2 separate regions of the Mus musculus genome follow, and region 1 is linked to region 2. Evidence: chromatin contacts called from public Hi-C data. All regions are on one chromosome and are shown on one strand. Each heading gives the region's core, a stretch centred on a gene start, on an enhancer-like site or on the middle of the called end of the contact. The rest is flanking DNA. Distances are from core to core; before and after follow the strand shown.

What was found. A called contact is a pair of places that touch in the nucleus more often than the background predicts.
Region 1: a contact with region 2 is called in a Hi-C map of CD8 T cells, with 4 times the contacts expected there. The contact joins the promoter of Npc2 here to the promoter of Srsf5 in region 2. A contact is called at or near these places in 2 of 484 Hi-C or Micro-C datasets (CD4 T cells and CD8 T cells).

What each region holds. Positions count from the first base shown.
Region 1 is chr12:84,767,436-84,774,649 of GRCm38.p6, reverse strand. It overlaps Npc2 (NPC intracellular cholesterol transporter 2), which reads left to right and starts at 1,538. Exons shown (of 4, transcript NM_023409.4): 1 at 1,538-1,864. The coding sequence starts at 1,783. It overlaps Isca2 (iron-sulfur cluster assembly 2), which reads right to left and starts at 1,380. Exons shown (of 4, transcript NM_028863.1): 1 at 1,279-1,380; 2 at 973-1,075; 3 at 742-857; 4 at 1-107. The coding sequence starts at 1,349.
Region 2 is chr12:80,943,267-80,949,805 of GRCm38.p6, reverse strand. Srsf5 (serine and arginine-rich splicing factor 5) reads right to left here and starts at 4,307. Exons shown (of 8, transcript NM_001079694.2): 1 at 4,134-4,307; 2 at 3,086-3,230; 3 at 2,425-2,495; 4 at 2,212-2,310; 5 at 1,941-2,010; 6 at 638-711; 7 at 202-312; 8 at 1-86. The coding sequence starts at 3,211. Gm20337 (predicted gene, 20337) reads left to right here and starts at 4,407. Exons shown (of 3, transcript NR_045057.1): 1 at 4,407-5,069.

The sequences.
Region 1 (7,214 bases), core at 289-2,788, 3.8 Mb before region 2:
GGAATGAGCTTCGGATCAGTTCTTGGCTGAAGTCCACCTGGGCTCCCTTAACGAAGGCCAAGCTATCAGAGTCAACCACCACTCTTGCCCCACCCTGTTCAAATACCCTGAAAAGACAAGAGGAAAGCATGAATGACAAATACCACAAACACCCACACAACACCCTGAGCCCAGAGGTGTACATCTTGTTCTCCAATGCATGGAACACTGCTTAGGACTTCTAGCTGGGACGGAACGGACTGAAGCAGAAAGATTCAACGTAAAAAAAAACAGAAGGATTATTTAAGGGCTCGGACTGAAACTAGTCCAGCCTTTTTCTTAGGGTGGAACCTTGGTGTATATATATATTTTAAACACTTATTTATTCATTTATTTTATGTGAGTATACCGTTGCTCTCCCCAGACACACCAGAAGAAGGCATCAAATCTCACTACAGATAGTTGTGAGCCACTATGTGGTTGCTGGAAACTGAACTTAGGTCCTGTGAAAGAGCAGCCAGTGCTCTTAACCGCTGAGCCATCTCTCCAGCCCTAGTTCAGCCTTTCTCAACTTGACTACCTAACGGACGCTAAGTCAATGTTCTTCCTTATTTTTAAACAAGAGGACAAATCTTTGCTGTATCCTCACAGAACGGAGAGGGTGGTAGTGTTAAGCAGACTTAGACGCTTGGAAGTTTGGAATAAATTGGGGCCACTTTTATCCTCTGATACAGCCTCTAGCGACCCATCCGTCCTCCTTGCCTGTCGTCGGGGTTAATAACTGTATCCAGTGAAAATTTGTATTGGAATCCGGAGCATCCACCTCCCTCTACTTGCAGCCTGAGGAATTCTGACCCTTCGGTGATTTCCAGAAGCCTCTGAAATTCAGGAAAGAGGATCAAGAATGCCAAGCAAGCGGAGATAACGGGACGGGTGACTAGGAAGTCTTCTAGAGCCCTCCTGGGCACCGCCGCCCCGCGTCCGACCTCCTACCTGGACGCAGCTGTCTGTGAGGCGGATCTGTCCCTCGCCAGCCTCTGGAATGGAAGATGTTGTTTCCCAGCGGGTCAAAAGCCTGGGAAAGACGGCGAGGAGCCTGCGATGTAAAGAAGGGAGACGAACCCGGGAAATGGCACCAGATGACCCTCTATGGACACCTCGTACCCAAATCTGGGGACACTTTCTTCTGAACTGCCAAGCCTTCACCCCACACCCCACCCCGCGTGAGATTTAGCCTCCCATCTATCCTGAAGACGCAGAACCCAACACCCTTCCTAAGTGACGTTCCACCCTCGATACCTTCCCGAGCGCCTAGGAATGACAGCCCTGACCGCCTCGGCAGTTAGGGACAAGGCCCTGGAGGCCGCCATCTTACTCCGCAAGCTCCGCCCCTAGCATGGTCCAAATCCCCGCCTAGCCTGGGCTTCCGGAGGAGGGGAGAAGGGGGCGGGGCTGCATCGAGCCTCCGCCCCCAAGCGTGCCTATTGGGTATAGCGAGATAAGAGGGCTTTGATTGACAGAGAACGCTTCCACTTGCCGAAGTGGGTCGGTACCAATAGAGCGGGGCGAACGCAAAGAGCGAGTTCTCCGTAGGCCCTGCCTGGAAGCGGAAGAGATGGGCGGAGATAAAGGGCGAGCTGCAGGCCAGGCGGCCCCGGAGCCCAGGGCGGGGCGCGGGCGGGCCTTCGCTGGTTACTGCTCACAAGTGGCCTGATCTGGCTCCACCCTCGGTCCGGGACAAGTTTATCTTGTGACTGCTCGGGCTGCTTTTCCTTCCTAGATTGCAGAGCTTTCATATCCACGATGCGTTTTCTGGCCGCCACGATCCTGCTGCTGGCGCTGGTCGCTGCCAGCCAGGCGGAGCCCCTGCACTTCAAGGACTGCGGTGAGCCCTGAGCCCACTCGAGGAGACCCCCGGGGGTGGATTGGGCGGGTTGCTGGAACGTGGAATTGACTAGGTTGGGACCGAAGGTACTAGTCTTGATGAAACTTAACCCCTCCGCACAACTTTGTTTCTCCTTGCATTTCGTGTTTTGGGATAATCTAAAACACTCACAAGGCGAACCGTGTGCTGAAGTTCACTAAAGTTTCTTGGGTGAACATCAAGCGGGCATATATTGCAGCGCTCAAGGGCTTTGAGATTTCAATGGACGGAGGAGGATTGCGAATTTAAGACTAGCCTGGATTTATTGAACCCTGTCTGAAAAAAGTAAACAAATAAAAGCAAAAAATAAAACAATAGGATAGACAGCAGGTCTGCATCCAACACGGATTGAAGGAATAGGCACGGGACTTATTTTGATTTATGCCTTGTATCGTCACTGGCCTTTCTCCCTTTGTTCGTTTGAAGTTTGGTTGGGAGCGGGCTGAGGCAGCCTCACTCTGTAGCCCAGTTTGGCCTTCCAAATCCCTGTCAATCCTGCTCTGGTCTTAGAAGTACCATCCACCTCCCCTCCCCACCCCACCCCCACTAACGAGACAAAAGCTAGTTCTCCTTCTCATAACATTCATTTACAAAGTAGGGTTTCCATTGTTCTAATGAATTTCATGATTCTTGATCCTTGTCTCCTATAAAATTCGTATTTCTAGTGACATCATGTGATGCCTCCCTCCCAACGCTGCCCCTGGACTCTTTATTGGAAAATATAATAGAGGGTAGAAATTCTGAGTTTGTCCAGTCAAGCCTGTACACTTAGTTGTGGGAGCAGTGCAGGGGCCCGGGGTGGAAAAGGCAGCAGTGATGGTCGAAAGACAAACTGATTTTGTAAAATATTTGAGCAGGGGGAAACAGACCATAATGAAGCAGTAAGTTAAAGAGTTATTAGGACTGGAGAGATGGCTTAGTGGTTAAGGGGAACTACTATTCCGGAGGGTTAGAGTTCAATTCCCACATCAGGTTATACCTGCTTATACCCCAACTCTGGGCCTTCTCAGCTACCTACCTGCACTCCCAGGCAGACACACACACACCCCTAACTAAGGAGGTAGAGGTGGGAGTGGGAGGTGGATTAAAGCCTTCTGTAGTCACACTGCTGAGTGAGGAACCAAGCTAAATATGCTTCTTTGTAGCCAGTATCCAGTACTATGGGATGATAGTAAATAATAAATACTCACTGAAAAAGGAAACAAGGGAATTCATATTACCTCTAATATGATATTAAAAGTTCTGTTAAAGCAAAAGCAACGGTGGGCATGTGGAACTGGATTAAATAATAAGGGCCACTGCCTATCAATAGTTCACAGATGCCGTTCACTAAACCTGGAGGCTAGCTCAGAGTGGCTGTTTCTTTGAAGTACCTGTTTTTCCCTTCTGTTAAACTTCTTAAATTTTCATTTTATTTCTCATGTGTGTGTATTCATGTGTACCCAAGCATGTGGTAGCCGGAGTCCAACCTCTCAAGTGTCATCCTCAAGAGCACAGCCCACTTCTTTTGAGACGTAGTAGACCTCCCAGGGTCAGGATTGCGTGTGTGTGTGTGTGTGTGTGTGTGTGTGTGCGTGTGTGTGCGCGCGCGCGCGCGCGTGCGTGTGCGTGCCACCATAAGTGGCGTTTTTATGTGGCTTCTGGGAATTGAACTCAGGTTTTCACTTTATCCACAGTGATATTACCCCCTACTCCTTTATTGAGGACCGAGTCTGGGATGAAGGCACTGTATTCATTTTATTAACTTATTCTTCACCATCTGTTTTACAGAGAAGGAAACTAAAGCACACAGACCAACTTGTCTAAGACCCTACAGCTAATCAGCAGGAGTTGATAAGTTGATAAGTCCCTAGGACTTATAAGGAGTTGATAAGTTGATAGCTGATAAGTCCCTAGGAGCCACTTGGACTGGTTTGTTTTGTTTTGAGACAGGATTTCTCTATGCAACAGAGCCCTAGCTGTCCTAGAACTTGATCTGTGTGGACCAGGCAGCCTCAAACTCAGAGATCTGCCTGCCTCTGCCTCTTGAGAGGTGGGATTAAAGGGGCCCCCTCCTCACTGTCCTGCTGAACTTCATTATTTTGGTGGTAATGGTGGTGGATTTTGTTTGGTTTGAGACACCTTTGTAGACCAGGCTGAACTCACAAAGATTTGCCTGCCTCTACTTTGGCCATGTTCGTGTTCATGTTCATGCCTGGCTTTTTTTGACAGATTATACACCTTGGAAGAACTTGTATTTTCATGTTGTATCTGTCTATCTCTCTCTCTGTCTCTATCTATCTATCTGTGTGTATGTATATAGGAGGACCCACATGTGTGCAGCAGACATGTGGAGGTCAGAGGGCAGCCTTCAGAAGTCAGTTTTTCCCGGGAAATTGAACTCAGGTTCTCAGCCTTGGTAGTGAGGCCCTTTACTTGCTAAGCCAGCTCTCGGGCCTAGAGAGAACTTAAAGAAAAGCAGGGGTGTACGTGCATGTGTGTGTGTGTGTGTATGCATGTGTGTGCGCCATGACTGATTTTTGATTTTCCTTTTTTGTTGTTTTGTTTTGTTTGGTTTTTTTGAGACAGGGTTTCTCTGTATAGCCCTGGCTGTCCTGGAACGTCTGTAGACCAGGCTGGCCTTGAACTCAGAAATCTGCCTGCCTCTGCTGGGATTAAAGGCGTGCACCACCATGCCCGGCTTGAATTTCCTTGAATTAGAAAATATAATGTAAAAATGTAGGCACCCAGGTGAAAGATTTTACATTCCATTCTATGCCCACCTTCTGGGCTGGGATCGCCTTAAGTGTAAAATCGAACCAAGTGAGCTGCTTATGCAATGTTTGCAGTGGGAACTGAGGAGTATGTTCTATTGACTTTTGAAGTCCGGGAACCTCTTGTGGGGGGGGGGGGGGAGGCAGGAGAAAAACCTGCACAAAGGAACTGTAAGTACCCTTCCCCCCACCCTCACCCCCCATCCTGTGAGATCATGTGACCCAGCTTTGAAGAAGCAGGGTGGAGCTGGGCTCTGAAGTTCACGTGAACATGGATTTTCAACTCAGGGGCTGGTGTATGATGCTTCTCACACAGGGTACTGAGCGCGTGCTGTGCAGGCCAGTTGCGAGATGGGGATTGTAAAGTGCTGTTTACTGACCTCCATACACCAGCCTTGTGGCCTTAGAGGGAATTTGAAGAGCACCTTCCAGCCTGAGGGCAAGCCCCGGTAGAGAACGTCAAGTGCATTCACATTTTCACTTTATCCTTTCTAGTTTTACTGAATGTTTCTGAGCTAATGTGGTAACTACGTAGCAGGCAGTGTGGTCCCTGCTTGTGATTTGTCTACTCTCTCTCCATTCTCCTTTCCAGACAGCAAGTGTCTGGACTGTGGGTTGCAAACGTTATTTCTGTCTATGAAGTATATTTAAGGAGAGGCGTAGCTTTGGTGCGAGAGGAGCTTTGCTTACCCACCCAGGAGCAGGTACTTTAGCTCATGGACCGAATCCAGAGTGATGGTAATTATAACCTACAACTTCAATGGCACCACCACGTTCCAGATAAGTATCTGAAATCTGTAGATACGCTGGCCCACTACCCCTAGGGCAGCCCAGATGTTAAGTATCTTGCCTTGAGGCTACACAGTGGAAAGCTGAGCTGGTAAGACTTCAAGCCCAGGTGATGAGCCTTAGAGTATCATTAACCTACCTTGTCAGGGGCTTGAATTATTCTTTTTCCTACCAGTATTTTATCAACATAAGTAGTGTTTACAAGTATAATATTTCTAGCAACTATGTAACCCTTAGCTTAGTAATTTTACTGGAGAGGAAAAGAAATCCACGGTCAAGTACCCATAACTGGAACTGTCGCAGGAGTGTGAACAAGCCTGGGTTTTGGTCACCCCTACACGCTAGGCGTGACCACAGGGTTCAAATGCCAGTTAAAGAGTCAGGTAAAGCCAGGTGGTGGTGGCGCATGCCTTTAATCCCAGCACTTGGGAGGCAGAGGCAGGCGGATTTCTGAGTTTGAGGCCAGCCTGGTCTACAGAGTGAGTTCCAGGACAGCCAGGGCTACACAGAGAAACCCTGTCTTGAAAAACCAAAATAAATAAATAAATAAATAAATAAATAAATAGTCAGGTAAAGGGGGCCAGAGGTGTGGCTCAGTGGCTTAGGGCACTTATTGCTCTTCCAAGGGACTTGGGTTCAGTTCCCAGGACCCTCGAGGTGGCTTACAACCATCCATAGCTCCTAGGGAATTCAATGCCCTCTTCTGATCTACATGGGTACTGTGTGTATATATGTATGCACAGGCAACAGGTTCATACACATACAGTAAATAAACCTTACAGAAAAAAAATTTTAAGAGCAAGCAACATTGAAAAGCTGAGAAAGATTTATCCAGTGTGGCCACGCTGGAAAGAAGAATGTACAAATGTCCCCCAGTCAGTCTTGGGCACGGGTAAGAGGTTCCTATGTAAAGGAGTAATAAGGCCGACAGCTCAGGTCTCTCCTCCTAGGTGGCCTAACAAGTTGTCGGAACTGTGTGAAATCCCTTCCTGGGGAGCAGGTCTCTCCTCTGGCTGGCACCAAGGTTTCACCTTCCCCCACAAGCCATGGGGGTTCACTGTTTCAGTAATCTCAGCCCAGCTAGGATGGCTACTCTGCCGGTCGGTGTAGCTGGGTTTGCGTCCATCTTGGCTGAGTGAATCAGCCGTGCTTGGGACCCAAGTATGTATGTATGTATGTATGTATGTATGTATTTATCTATTTGTTTGAAACAAAGCTAGTCTCAATCCGTGTTTCTCCTGCCTCAGCAGCTTGACTGACTCAGAGTACTGACTGACCTGTAGTACCTTGGCCAGTCCGGGCCCTAAGAGTTTTCGGCAGAACTATAAAACCTCTGTCCCCCCCCTTCCTCTGCTCAGTTATGGAGAAAATCATAGTTTAATGATCTAGTCAAGACTTGACTTAGAGCCAGAGTGCTCCTTGATCCTCTTGGATTCCGCCCTTGCCCTCAGAGAACATGACTAACAGGAAGGCAGAAGTGCTGTGGAGGACGTTAGCTTTAAGGGAGGGTCCTCCCTCTGTAGAAAGAGCCGGTTCCTCCTTTTAGAGCCATTCCTCCACTGAGGGTTGAGATAGGTGGTTTCTCTTATGTTCCATAAACCACTCACTCACAAGTCAGCGGGTTGTATGTACCACCAACCTACAAAGCTAAGTTTGACTGACTAACCCAGACCACTATACAACTGCCTATTGCTTTAGGAAGCTGTGTACAGCTGGAGCCTTTAAGCTAGAAAAGGCCTGTGAGCTGGCTCAGCTGCTCAGGGCCATTG
Region 2 (6,539 bases), core at 3,058-5,557:
GGCTGTAAGACTTGCTCCTTCGTGAACGGGATCGGCTACGGGACCTAGAGGAACTTCTGGTCCGAGATCGTGACCTGCTTCTTGACCTGCTATGAAAAATTGGCAAGAAGGAAAGAGAGAAAACACACATTAACCTGTATGACAGGGCTCTAAAAGCCAGCAAGTAAAACCTTTGGCTTAAAAATATAAACGAAAGAGTACCTGTGCCTTTTGCTGCCTTCAATTAATTTGATTTTTCTCCCGTTAATTTCCTTTCCAGAAAGTTTCTCAATAGCATTCTTTAAGTCACCATAAGAGGCAAACTCAACTACCCTAAAATGGAAGGAAAAAAAAATCCCTTTAAAGGTTATAAATCCAATAGCCTTGTAGACCACCTACACAGATCAAGATAAGCATAAGTTTATCCCTGTTGTTATTGCTGTTTTAAGTCATTTCTGATATATACAGCACAATTCTGTGGTGTGCCCCCCTATGTACTGTGGAATGTTGCAGGTGCCTATTATCAACAGTCCCTTGTGATAGTCTTTCTCCCCAAACTTAGCCAAAATCAAGCACATGCAAATTTTAGATCATAGCAATGCCACAATTAAAATTCCCAAGGTAATTAATTAAGACTCACAATCCAGGACATGCTTACCCTTCATTTAGTTTAGGTCGATGTGCATCCGCAAAGGTTACTTCCCCAGCTTGTCTCATGAAATCTTTGAGATCCTTAACACAAGACAATTATGTTAAGGAGAGAAAGGGAAAAGTGGCACACAAACAACCACATGGCATAAACAAGACTACTGGAAGAGAAGGTGTTAGATAAAGTACAAACATGGCATATACCACACTTGTATTCTATCAGAATTCAAAAATTATGCCAGGGCACGAAATAAGCAAATAGCATATTGCTTTTAAGCAAAATGCTAGAGGGCATTCCAATTTTTTAACATTATAGTATTAGTCTAACTGAGCTCAGTACAAAAGGGGGAAAAAACAAAAAACAAAACAAACAACAAAAAAAAACAAAAAGGAACAGTACATCCTTTAAAGACTAGTTTTATATTTAAAAAAAATAAAAAATAAAAAAATAAAACAACATTTACAAAGACACCAGTTATTTTGTGCCCCATATGTCATTAAAAAATTTTACTTTACCTTTATTAACATTTCCCTAGGCTAGTCAAGCAGCAAACCATTAAGCGGTCGGAGAAACCTTCATGACATAGGCCCGACTGGCTCTTCGCCACCCACTTGAAGGATACTACCCAATCGATGGAAGCCTTTAATCGCACAGCCCTCCCTATTAGCAGACTACTGGCGATGCAGACATGTTTTACTCTTGTGCAGTTACCAAGGACCACTTTACTGCGATCAGGATTCCAACGACCAACTAATTTCGTATCTTTCAACTCTTTCGACCAGGACCTCTTATTCGGAAGCGTTACAGGAAGACAGCTCTCAACTTAGGGATCAGATCACGTTATCAACGGTTCTGGGATCGCTGCAACCCGGCACTTCAAGTAAGTGCACCGATTACGTCTAGACCGGCAAACACAGATCTAGAGGTGGCCAACTGATCACTGTAGGAGCTGACTGGCAAAGTCAACCAGGCCCAACCAAGAGTGACCAAGACAACGATTAGGATAACCCACAGGCACTCCTCGTCATAAGGCCAACGACACAGATAGGCTGGCAAATAAAGGGTTTAATATTTGGTTAAAATTGATTTTAAAAAACATGAAAAAATAACCTCAAAACATTTACATTTGATCACTAATATTAAAATCTGAAACATCCCCCAGTTACATTTAACTAAAGTTTAAAATTATAGTTCAATTAAATTAATTTAAGATAAAGCATTTAATAAGATATATATTAATAAAACATTAACTACCCATTAACACTTTTAAATGCCACATTAAAAAATATCTCAAAACTGTATTTCAACAAACCTGCCAGCTGACTCTTGAGGATAAATTCTCAACTATAAGTCGATTTTCTGTTCTTACAGGTGGAGCATTTCTGAAGAAAGAAAAATAAGCATTCAGTGTCAGATGTTATGTCACAATGTCAAATGCTATGTGACAAGTTTAAGCCAAGATAGTGATTCCATCAAGTTTCTGGGTTCTCAGCATGTGGACTAACTAGACTTAACTAGTCTGAGAACCATTTAATGCTAACGGACCCTAACCCAACCGTAACAGCCAAACCCAAACCACATACCGTCTATCATTTCGAGGTCTGCGACTGCTAAAACGGTCGGAGTATCGTCCTCTACCTCTTCCACCTCGAGACCGAGCCCGGGCATGTTCAATCGTCACCCTACAAAGAGGTAAAAAAAGCATTCACACACTACACATGAGAGCACTTACATATGCAAATGTCTACTCTGCTCTACTTCCCTGGGAGAACTACTTATAAACCAATCATGCTTACCTTTCACTGCAAAGTTCCTTCCCATCAAGTTCATAAACAGCATCATCTGCATCCCTTGGGTCCTCAAATTCCTAAAATGTAGCAGTAAGAGTAGAGCTTTTGGACGTGCATGCATTCTACAGCACATTAAGATCATGGAAGCCGAGCGTGGTGGCGCACGCCTTTAATTTAATCCCAGCACTCGGGAGGCAGACAGATTCCTGAGTTCGAGGCCAGCCTGGTCTACAAAGTGAGTTCCAGGACAGCCAGAGCTATACAGAGAAGCCCTGTCTCGAAAAACCAAAAAAATAAAAAATAAATTTAAAAAAAAAATCATGGAAGTGTTAAGATATACCTTACACTCAGATACTATAACCCTAAGCTAGGGATGACTGAGAATCAACTCCAGCCAGCAGTTACTTTAACTTCTTAACAGAAGCCACTGCTTCTTGGCCACTTCTAACATCTTTCTGGGAAAACAATTCACATGGACTCAGAGTCCATGCTCATCACAAGAGCTCTACCCACTTTGTTTTTTTTTTTTTTCTTTTTTTGGAGACAGGGTTTCTCTGTGGATTGGCTTGCCCCTGCCTCCCAAGGGCCAGAGACCAAAGGCATGTGTCACCACCACAAAGTTACCTAACTTCTCGACAGATAATTCAACTCAGTTTCAAGTACTTACCACAAAACCAAAACCTCTTTTCAAGTCAATATCTCGGATCCGTCCGTAACCCTTGAAGAATCTTTCCACATCTTTCTCCCTCGCTGCTGGATTTAGTCTCCCAATGAACACTCGACAGCCACTCATGATGCCCGGCTAGTGTTTCCTGTTAGGCAGTAATTGAATCGAGACAATATCAACGATTGACACCATGGGGGTGGGGGATGTTCAGTCAAGCAGTCAAACACACCCCACGTTTACCAACTCTACTAACAAGGTCGCCATGTACCTTTTAAGTCGTTCACGACCACCACATTCAAATTCCAAGTTAAAACTTAACTCTCCAAAAGACCCCCTTCCCAGGTTCCACACGGCAGCCCACCACAACGCCAGTAGCCACCTTTCTAGACTGCGCAGCCGCACACGCTGTCCCCGGATCCCGGGGTTCCCCTCCCATCTGCCGCAGTTAAGGCCAGGCCGAGAAATGCGGGCGGAGCCGAGCCCGCCCTCTGCCAGGCCTGGTCCAATAGCAGCCGGCCGCGCCCGCGTCGCGGCCTCCCCGCGCGTCACAAGCCGGAATCTCGCGACGCCACCACCGAGCCTGCGCAGTGGGCGACGGGGCGCGTTCGCAGCACAAAATGGCGACGGCCGAAGTATGCGGCGGGGTGTGGGGGGGGGAGGAGCGTAGCGAGCCGAGCTGCGTGCCCCCGAGACACGGGCAAGCCCGGGGCCCAGAGCGCTGCGCCTGCGCCGGCCCACGGGGGGAAACCCTAAGCTGCCCTGGGCCAGGCCGGCTCCCCGGCGTCCGGGCCTCGATGAGAGCCATTAAGGGCGGCAGGGAGGGGCGCGCTGCTTCCCGACACAAACGCCCTCCCCACGCCCGCCCTTCCGCCTCGTGTCCCCCTCACGCAACACCCACAGGGAGACGTGCCCCAGCGCCCACCTCAAATCAACTGCGCTCTCTGAGTCGCCGTCCTCCGCAAAGAGCGAAGCCCCGGCCACTTGCGACCCGAGCGGCCATGAAGAAGCCTCGATCCGAGAAGCCTTGCCCTCAAAGCGTGCCACTCACCTACCGGACAGGGTCTTTGGCGGCTGAGACCCCGGAGAGGTCCGTAGTCTGCGACGGAGCTGTCTGCCTCCCTACACAAACACACACACAACACACATACACACGAACCCAACTCGTCTACAGTCTCTCCACAACTGACGCACTTAGCAGCTCGGACGTTGCACAAAATGGAAGGGACGTCCTGGCGTCACTTCCGGGGCGGTGCCAGAAGCTCGGGGACCGCCCACTTGGAGCTGAGGACAGACGGTTCCTGGGAGCCGGAAGTTCTAGTAGGGCGGGGCTTCCTTACCGCGACCCCTGGCGAGAGCAGTGGGTGGTGGGAGGACTAGAAACGTTCGTTCAGTTGGCAGGATACACCGGGACACTTCTTTGGATACGAAAAGATGTATTTAAACTTTTTCTTAGGTCCCTCGAAGATTACCAAGAAACCCAGGCTTTTCAAAAATCACCTGTTTCTTTTAAAAATTCATTTACATAGTCGGTCTCGCTAAGCAGTCCTGGCTAGCCTTGAGCTCAGCGATCCAGCCGGTCCGCCTTCAGTGTGATAGGATTATTGGCCCGAGCACCAGGTCCAATTCTTTCTTTCTTTCTTTCTTTCTTTCTTTCTTTCTTTCTTTCTTTCTTTCTTTCTTTCTTTCTTTCTTTCTTCCTTCCTTCCTTCCTTCCTTCCTTTCTTTCTTTCTTTCTTTCTTTCTTTCTTTCTTTCTCTCTTTAGCCTCTTCTGCAAATTGTACTTATCAATGTCCTTCAAGAGAGGGTTCTTAGCCGGGCGTGGTGGCACACGCCTTTAATCCTAGCACTTGGGAGGCAGAGGCAGGAGGATTTCTGAGTTCAAGGCCAGCCTGGTCTACAGAGTGAGTTCCAGGACAGCCTGGTCTACACAGAGAAATCCTGCCTCGGAAAAAAGAGAGAGAGAGAGGGTTCTCTGAGGCTCAAGTAAGTGAATTCTTTCAGTGTTGTGGTTTTTGTTCTGATCAGCCTAAGGAACTGAATTGTTTTCTACTAAAGGAGAGATTTCACGTGGTGAAATAATGAAATTGGTACTGTGGGTAAAAAAAAAAAAAACAAAAAACGCTCCTATATATTGAATCCCTAGGGCCAATCTTGGCTCAGCTAGCTGGGAAAGATTTCAAGTTGTTTCTAAATCCAACTGGCCATTGTCCATTCCTTTCTGTCCAGGTCTCAATCTCAATAGTTAGGTGGACGGTGGTAGCTTCAGCCTTTAATCATCTCTGTGAGTTCCAGGCCTACCTTATCTACAAAGTCCAAGACAGCCAGGAAAACCCTGAGTCAAAGAACCAAAAAAAAAAAAAAAAAAAAAAAAGAGTCGAAATCAACAGTTATTGAGAAATAGAGTTTATGCTTCCAGCATGGATGTAATACACAGCAGTCCACATCGGTAACTCTATCCAGCCTTCCCCAGTGAGGTTGGGAGGTCTAGAAACATTGACAATAAAGACTGTTGTTGTTGTGAAAAAGGCTACTTCTCTTTAATATTTTTATCTGTAACCTAAGGCATCATCTAGATTTTGAGATGTACCTAGAATAGAGTCACACAATTTCAGCTAGGGTCACAGGGATGAACTGATAGCTCAAGAAGGAGCAGAGCAACCCTGGGTCTGACCTCATTCACGTGGAATAAGCTTGTCTATTCAGTTAACTATGCAAATAAAAACAGCATCAGTGGACCCATTAAAAAACATGTAGCGGGCAGTGGTGGCGCACTCCTTTAATCCCAGCACTCGGGAGGCAGAGGCAGGCGGATTTCTGAGTTCCAGAACAGCCAGGGCTACACAGAGAAACCCTGTCTCAAAAAAAAAACAAAAAAACACTTGTATTATCCCAGAAATGTCTGGGGGTGGGGGGTACTCTCTTTTGGATAAATATTTTCCCCATGTCATTCTTTAGGGGCAAGGGCATCCTTTCCAAAGACATTCAAACAAATAACATATATGTAGTAGAGGAAAAGAGTTACAGAGATCACAGATTAAGAGAACATTTATTGTCCATCACAGACCTGCTAGCTGCCTTCCTCTCCCCAGAAATCGGGTTACACCCTCCCTGAAGGTGTTAGGAGTTGATAAGAAAGCTTACTGTAGCCAGGCATGATGGATAGGTATGTTTTTAATCCCAGTGTTTAGGAGCAGAGGAAGGAAGTAGCCTACTCTATGTAGTGAGTTCAGAGTTAGCCGGAGCTACACCGTGAAACACTGTCTGAAGAGAGAGAGGGGGAGAGAGAGAGAGAGATTCTGTTTCTGACTCAGATTCACCCTATAAGCCCATCTTTTACTTATTAAATACTGATTTTTTTTAAATGCCTGCATGATGTTTAAAATAGCAATGTCTCTAGAGTCATTCAATACAGACATTTCATTTCTGTCGACTGTAGACCACATCATTTGCTGG